Regions from separate parts of the Mus musculus genome. Here region 2 is linked to region 1. A link is a contact called in public HiChIP or PLAC-seq data. All regions are on one chromosome and are shown on one strand. Each heading gives the region's core, a stretch centred on a gene start, on an enhancer-like site or on the middle of the called end of the contact. The rest is flanking DNA. Distances are from core to core; before and after follow the strand shown.

The links. HiChIP or PLAC-seq counts read pairs in DNA pulled down with a chosen protein or histone mark.
Region 2: an H3K27ac HiChIP or PLAC-seq map of heart atrium shows a contact between it and region 1, with 16 read pairs. The contact joins two enhancer-like sites. A contact is called at or near these places in 3 of 39 promoter capture datasets (the C10 cell line, embryonic stem cells and liver), 3 of 484 Hi-C or Micro-C datasets (erythroblasts, nephron progenitors and olfactory sensory neurons), 3 of 115 datasets of contacts at active chromatin or transcription factors (bone marrow-derived macrophages, heart atrium and microglia) and 2 of 9 other capture datasets (adipose tissue and liver).

What each region holds. Positions count from the first base shown.
Region 1 is chr2:72,233,630-72,237,187 of GRCm38.p6, forward strand. It overlaps Rapgef4 (Rap guanine nucleotide exchange factor (GEF) 4), which reads left to right. Exons shown (of 31, transcript NM_001204165.1): 24 at 448-573; 25 at 979-1,157. Among named protein-coding and RNA genes, the nearest start is that of Map3k20, 50 kb to the right of the region's middle. Within about 2 kb of position 1,787, at least 65 of the 459 cell types and tissues checked have an H3K27ac peak or open chromatin away from gene starts, as enhancers often do. A contact at or near this core is called in adipose tissue, bone marrow-derived macrophages and heart atrium, where this site is marked.
Region 2 is chr2:72,365,384-72,368,941 of GRCm38.p6, forward strand. Map3k20 (mitogen-activated protein kinase kinase kinase 20) reads left to right here. Exons shown (of 20, transcript NM_023057.5): 5 at 3,018-3,083. Among named protein-coding and RNA genes, the nearest start is that of Gm52556, 15 kb to the left of the region's middle. Within about 2 kb of position 1,613, at least 72 of the 459 cell types and tissues checked have an H3K27ac peak or open chromatin away from gene starts, as enhancers often do. A contact at or near this core is called in adipose tissue, bone marrow-derived macrophages and heart atrium, where this site is marked.

The DNA.
Region 1 (3,558 bases), core at 537-3,036:
AGAAATTCAAACTCCTGTGCTAGTATTTGGCTTTATCATACTTTCTATGGAAACATGAGGGTAAGGTCTCCAAGAGCATCTTCCATCTTTACCGTGGAAGAGGAAGAGTTTCCAGGTACCCACCCGCCAATCCCCAGGCACAGGAGATCCCTGCACAGCCTTTGCCCAGCCTTATTTGTCATGGCCCACAGTTGAGATGGTGGTGGTGGCAATGCTGGTGACCACACTGTTGGTAACTGGGGATGGTTGAGGATGCTAACAACAAAGATGGCCTCCAGGCAAGTACAACAAGCAGCAAAGACACTCTTCACCTCAAAACCGACATTTCAAAACATGCCCAACACTATCCCCCAAATCCTTTCCAACACCAAAAACTCCCGAAAGCGTTGGGCACTGAGTACTGGTCCCTTTGTGGTTCTGATCCAGTTTTTTCACAATCTTTCCCAGACTCCCTTGCCGGAACAGGAAGGCCCGACCACTGGGACAGTGGGAACATTTGAGCTGATGAGCTCGAAAGACCTGGCGTACCAGATGACAACCTACGATTGGGAACTCTTCAACTGTGTGCATGAGGTAAGACGCCCAGCAAGGAGCGTCCATGGGCTCCATAGGATTCTGAGTGAAGCCTGCTGGCCTGACGCCACTCATGTTTCCGTGTGCTACCATATGGAAACCACATGATGGGTTTTGTGCATGCTGAGCTTATAAAACCCGTAAGTATTAAAGAAAAAAAAAATCTCTGTGATGCTATGCTATGTCTTCCAGAGTCTATTAAGCCAATAACACCTAGTTTATATTTATATATTCCACAAGCTTCATGAAAGCCCTTCAAATCTATATGACAAGGTACATCCGGGTTAGCGATTGAATTCACATCTGCTGCTTGATAGAACACTTTCCTGACAAACGGAGGAGCCAGGCTGGCGTTTTGATTTAAAAGCCAACAAATAAGTAAAATTGTTTTCCTTTCTGTTCTAGCTGGAGCTAATCTACCACACATTTGGAAGGCATAATTTTAAAAAGACCACGGCAAACTTGGATTTGTTCCTGAGGAGGTTTAATGAAATTCAGTTTTGGGTTGTCACTGAGGTCTGCCTTTGTTCCCAGCTCAGCAAACGTGTTCAGCTTTTGAAAAAATTTATCAAGATAGCGGCTCAGTAAGTGTCTTTAACTTTGGAGAAAGAATAAAAATGTCCCTGAACTCTGTTCTCATGGAAAACACCTTACAAAGAGAAACGGGTGTAAGAACAACCAGCAGTTGAATTCTTGAAAGAGAAGAATGTCTTCTAGCTTTTTAATAGTTAACATCAATATATAAATTAACATCTTGTAGTACTGATGCTGGAGTCAAAGGGGGGGGTGTGTTTTGCTCTGAACTCTTCAGATTTCCCCCACCCCCACCCCCCTTTGAAGAATGCTATTGAAGTCAACAAAAGTTCCTTTAGAAACTTTGGTTGCAAGGCTCTGGAAGCCGATGTGGCACATAACACGTTCTCACCAGTAGAGGGCAGTAGAACATGCTGGAACAACAGCTCACAGCTCAGGCAGAATAAAATCAGTAAAACGCATACAGGCCAGCTAACCTGGCACTAGGAAATCATCTCCATGCACATCAGAGAAAGCAAACATCTTATAAATATTCTATTTAAAAGCACTTCTTGGGAAACAATTTATTTACTGCAGGGGCCAGTTAGGTTTCTCCCTGACATGAATTTAATCTTCTCCTGCTATTTAGATATGCTTGACAACCTCCTGTTTACTTCCATGTTTTTGGTATCACCACAGTGCTAAAAATAAAAAAGCTAAATGTGGCTTGTGCTGCGAGACTCCTTCCCTTTCTAAATGCAGAGCCCGAGCTCGGGGAGGTTAGGAGAATGAGCGACCCCAGCCAGGCGTTTTCTTGAGCCAAACAGTTCAGATCCCACACACTCTCTTGATTTCCAGAGCTAAACAAAGAAGGGAAAGCGGCTTGGTGTTTTATAGAAGCCAGCTTGCCAAATGCCTTGAGTTGTTTTGCCAGATTTCGAGGAGACAATAGAATACCAGATCCTTTGAATCCAGGAGCTGCTTGCCTTGCCTTTTGGGAAAGCTGGCTGTTTGAAGACAGGTTTGGTGCGGCCACTTTCCCTAGCGGCGCGGTCAGGCGGCCTCTGTGCAGTGAGCAGATGCCTTCATGTGTTTGGAATGAGTGGCTTATGGAAACTATGACAGGGTGAGCTTTCCCATCATAGAGAGCTTGTTCTCTCTTCACCTTAGCCTGCTGGTGCCAAGTGCAGCAGGAAGGAAGAGAGGACCTGCCTGTCAGTTTACAACAGAGCAGGCAACACAGAAAAGGCTCTCAAAACACCCAGGAGTTTGTTTTGTTTGTTTGTTTCTGCCTTTGTAATGTATCCCCTATCTTCCTGACTCTCTGTATTATACAGGTAGACTTGGCCTTTCCTGCAAATCAGCTGACTATTTAGCCATATTCAGCCCTGTGCTGAGGCTGCTGTCCCGCCATGAACCTGTTCACTCAACCCAGTTAGTACAGACTCTAGGCTTTCCTAACCCTGAGTCTACAGGAATAGACAGAAGCCTCTAGACCAGTGGTTTTCAGCCTTTGGGTCTCGATCCGTTTGGGGGTCACATATCAGGAATCTTGCGTATCAGATATTTACATTACAATTCATACAATGATTGTTGTGAAGTAGCAACAGAATAACGTTATGGTCGGAGGTCCCCACAACGTGAGGAACTGTATTAAAGGGTCACAGCATTAGGAAGGTTGAGAGCCACTGAGGTAGACAATAGCATCTGTTTTGCTTGCTGTCTTTAGAAAAGCTGCAGCATTTTCTTTTAAGTTCTTGGCCCAGTCTGGAGCTTAGCAAAATTAAAGAGGCAAAGCTGGGGTAGGTGCTTTAGTCCTGTATTCACAGGAGAAAAAACCGAGACAGGAAGTCATCTCCTGGCTTGCCTTGAATGATAAGCAAAGCTGCAAATGGAGCAGGTCTGCCGCTCTGGATTTATTATCTCCAAGTCACCCACACAAGGCAAAGGCCAGTGATGCAGGTGGAGATGCCGGCCCTTGTTCTGGGAGCCACTACCCTAGCATTGTGACATCCTTGCTTGCTTTCTCGTGTGTGAGCCGATCCACCATAACTCCTCTAAAGTGCATTTCCCCACCGCCACGACCTATGAAGAACGGCTCGTGGCTACTTTTTGAGTTGAATATGAGCAGCCAAAGCAACCATTCAATGAGCCTTCTGCAAAAATGTTTTGTTCAAACATTATTTATTTACTTTTATTTTGTAGAACATGATTTTAATATTTTCAAACAATAATTATTTTAAGATATATTTCATTGTTAGGTCTCCCTTTTCATTTCTGAATTTATAATTTGGATACTGTCTCTGAGCAATCTGGTTAGGCTGGCTAAGGATTTATCTATCTTGTTGCTATTCTCAAAGAACCAGCTCCTGGTTTTGTTGATTCTTTGTATAGTTCTTTTTGTTTCTATTTGGTTGATTTCAGCCCTGAGTTTGATTATTTCCTGCCGTCTACTCCTCTTGGGTGTGTTTG
Region 2 (3,558 bases), core at 363-2,862, 130 kb after region 1:
GAGCTATTTGAATTGCCTTACAAGCGCCTTTCTCTAAGAACTGGCTGTGGTTGTCACAGTTGTGGTCTGGGATCTTCTGGGCAGAAGTGGTTGGCACTTTAGCTGGGTGGTTAACACCTTTGCATTGGAACACTCTCTTCCTACAAAGGTCTCTTACAAAGCAAATATATAGTCACTTACCATTCAATAAGGGAAGCCGCTTATATTTTGCTTTCATGGCAAAGGTAAAGATTAGCTAGCACCCACCAAATTCCTCAAACAGGAAAAGTAAAAGAAAGCAAACTAAGTTTTAAACCAATGCTGCCAGTCGCTACCTGTAAGATGGTTGGATGGGATAGTTAATTCTTGAGCTGTGATGATGAACTTAGCTATGAATTCATTCATCGGACATCATAAACTTGTCTTAACATTCCATGTTCTTAAGATGCTTTCATGTAATATCACTGTCACGTCTCTGCAGGACCATAGGACACAGGGAGCACCTGTGAGTGCCCATAGCACACAGGGAGCACCTGTGAGTGTCCATAGCCCACATGGAGCACCTGTGAGTAGGCAAAGAGACATGCTGACACTGGCAGTTGCCTGAGCATTGTGGAAACGCACCTACACAGATGGAAACAGCCCTCACAGCTCTTTACTGACGTACGTCTTGGGTGCTCAGCTAATTACACTCCTGTTATTACTTAATGGTACTTAGGGTGGATAGATAGCAAACAAATCAAGTGACAGCTTCCAGCTGTGCTCTCGATTCCTTAGTGTTCCTGTTCTAGCTGCAGCACCCACTCTGTCGACTGTCACATGGTCCTATCTGAGAGCCAAACCTCTTGGCTCCAGAGTAACGCTGTCACTCTCCCAAGAGAGCTGCCTCTCTGCTAAAGAAGAGTGGGGAGGAGAAGGAACAGATTTGAGTAGCAGATTGGAAGCAGAGTTGCCGGAGAAGGAAGGTTGGAAGAGCAAAAGTCCACAAAGCTAATGAGATCCCTCTTGCCTGATTAGAGAACTAATTCCCTACGACAAATTCTTATGTGTTCGCCCTCAGAAAATGGGCCCTTTTGCTCATATTCCTAAGTGATATGTAATATGTGGGAATTATCTCAGATGGTCTGCAAAAGGAAAAAGGAATCAAGACTTTACGACTGATTTCAACCCTTTCCCCTCCAGTGACATATAAACATTAAATAGGAAAACTTGACTCTTGTTTCTCCTTCAAATCCAGCCTGTACGCTTCTGGTTTGACCGTGATTGAAGTCACTGAAGCAATAATATGTTGAGACATTAGAGAATGAATAATTCATTCTGAGATTTGACTCATGCGTTTGGAAATAGGTATTGCTCAACGTCTTTGCTGTTGAGAGCTGCCCTCAAAGCTGCAAGGATCCTCTTCCTGATGAGGAGGGGGAGGAGGGAAGCAAGAACTTCTGCAATTGTATACAGCAGACAATTAAAGCAGGCCAGCTTGAGTCCCACCTCAGTCCAAAGCTCTCCCAAACCTCCACAGTGGGACTGGTCAGATATTAATAATTCACAAATACTTGAAGCAGGAGAGAGCATTTTTCAATTCTTCTCGGTGGTTTGAAATAAAAACAAAGCAGAAGACTCCATAAAAAACAGATTGAATGGAATTTTGTGATTACAGCACGTAGATGCACATCAAGTTTTCAGAGCTGGGTACAACTCACCGCGCACCATTAATTTATAGTACTTTTGCTTCTGATAATTTGACTCAGAGTCAGGCAGTGTCTACATTGTAAGGTTTTATCGTCGAATATTCCCTTTTGAAATCTTTGTCAGCAAGTACAAAAACCATCTAGTCTTGCTTCAAGTCATAGTCAAATAGACCATACCTGAAAATTATTTGGAAATTTGAGTTTAAAGCAAGGAAGACATAACTATGAAATTCAGTCACGTAGACTACTAAGTACCATGTAAGCAGCAGCCATTGAGCTGCACAGCTTGAATATGGAGAACTTGCTATTAAATGAGACCCTTTATCCCAGTTACATCACTTAAGGTCATTTAAGTTGCTACTACTTCTGTTAACTTGACTCTCTTCAGTGATATCATTAAGTAACAAGAGTTAAAACCTTTTTGTTATTTTCTTTGTTCTTTTGATTCCTCAATATATAATAACCAGAGTAGTTGAGGGAGAGTTGCTATTAATAAATTCTCCTCATAAAATTGTAGTGTTCTATGTACTTAAAGAGAAACCAAGGACACTTACTAAATTACTTTGGTGGGCATCTCATAAAAAACAATGGGGATCCTGTTGGCTTTGGTGTGAGGAAGGACTGTTCCCTCCACTGTTTGAGAAAGAGGACATGAGATGAAAGGAAGTACTGCGTAGAAATATGTTTTTCCTATATTCTGTCTTTGCCTGGAACAGAAAAGACTGAACACTTTTAAGGAGTAACCATGAAATATATCTTAAAGTATAGTTTCTCATTCAAATCAATAGAATTATCTACATCTGATGCACCCAGTAGATAGAGTACATTAACTCATATCATACATTTATCAGAGTAAATTTGGCATTTTATTCTTCTGAGAAGAAAAAATGTTTTGTAAGTATTGCACATCTATTAGAGGATCGCAATGCCTTTGCTCATCAGTGGACCAGCTGCACACCACACAGTTCTGTCCTCTCCCAGGCCCGGCGGAAAAGTGACAGTGCTGCAGCTAGCTCAGTGGCCACAGATATCCAAGTTGAGCACCACAGAGCCTAAGCCTGGGCGGACAGCACATGCACTTGGTAGTGGATGCTCAGGGGCCATTATGGTCAATCTGTGCTCTGTGCATGAGTTTGAGAAAATCACGGTGTCCTTGTTAGCTACTGTAAGAAGTGAGGTCCTGTATCAGCTTAGCTAAAGATATTGTTACTAATGTAGACATATGCGATTTTTCTTTTATCACGCATGGAAGAGCAGAACATACAGATTTGTTTTCCTGGTATGGATTTCTGAGTGGTCTTACTGATGCCGTACCACTAACCACTAACGCTCTCTCCCTCCTTACAAAAGGGATGCATTACTTACACATGGAAGCTCCTGTCAAGGTGATCCACAGAGACCTCAAGTCAAGAAACGGTGAGTTAGCACACCTTTCAGTCTCACTGTCTCACCGCAGTCCGCACGGACCTGCGGATAAAGCCAGCACAGCGCTTTCCTCTGTTTGTGTGACTCATCGCTAGGTTCACGCACCACCATGAAAACATTTTCACTGTCTATAAATATCAAAATCTGTCTGTCATTTGAGGGAGCTGCATAGTGTTCTACTGTGTGAGTCTAACCCAGGATGGAGACAACTGGATTGGTTAATTTTTTTTTTTTTTCTAAAATAAGAAATGTTTAGTTAAATGCCTTCTGGCCAAGTCTCTCAACACATCTCTAATTATTTCCTTAGAGATCTTTTCTAAAATTGGCATAGCCAGGTCAAAGTGTATGGTCATGTATTTTTAAGTCTCCTATTTTTAGATGCTGCTTTCTGCCAGCAATTTTGAATTTTATTTCCGAATTACATGGTATACATCTTTTGGTCATGCATACCTATAGTACCTGGAAT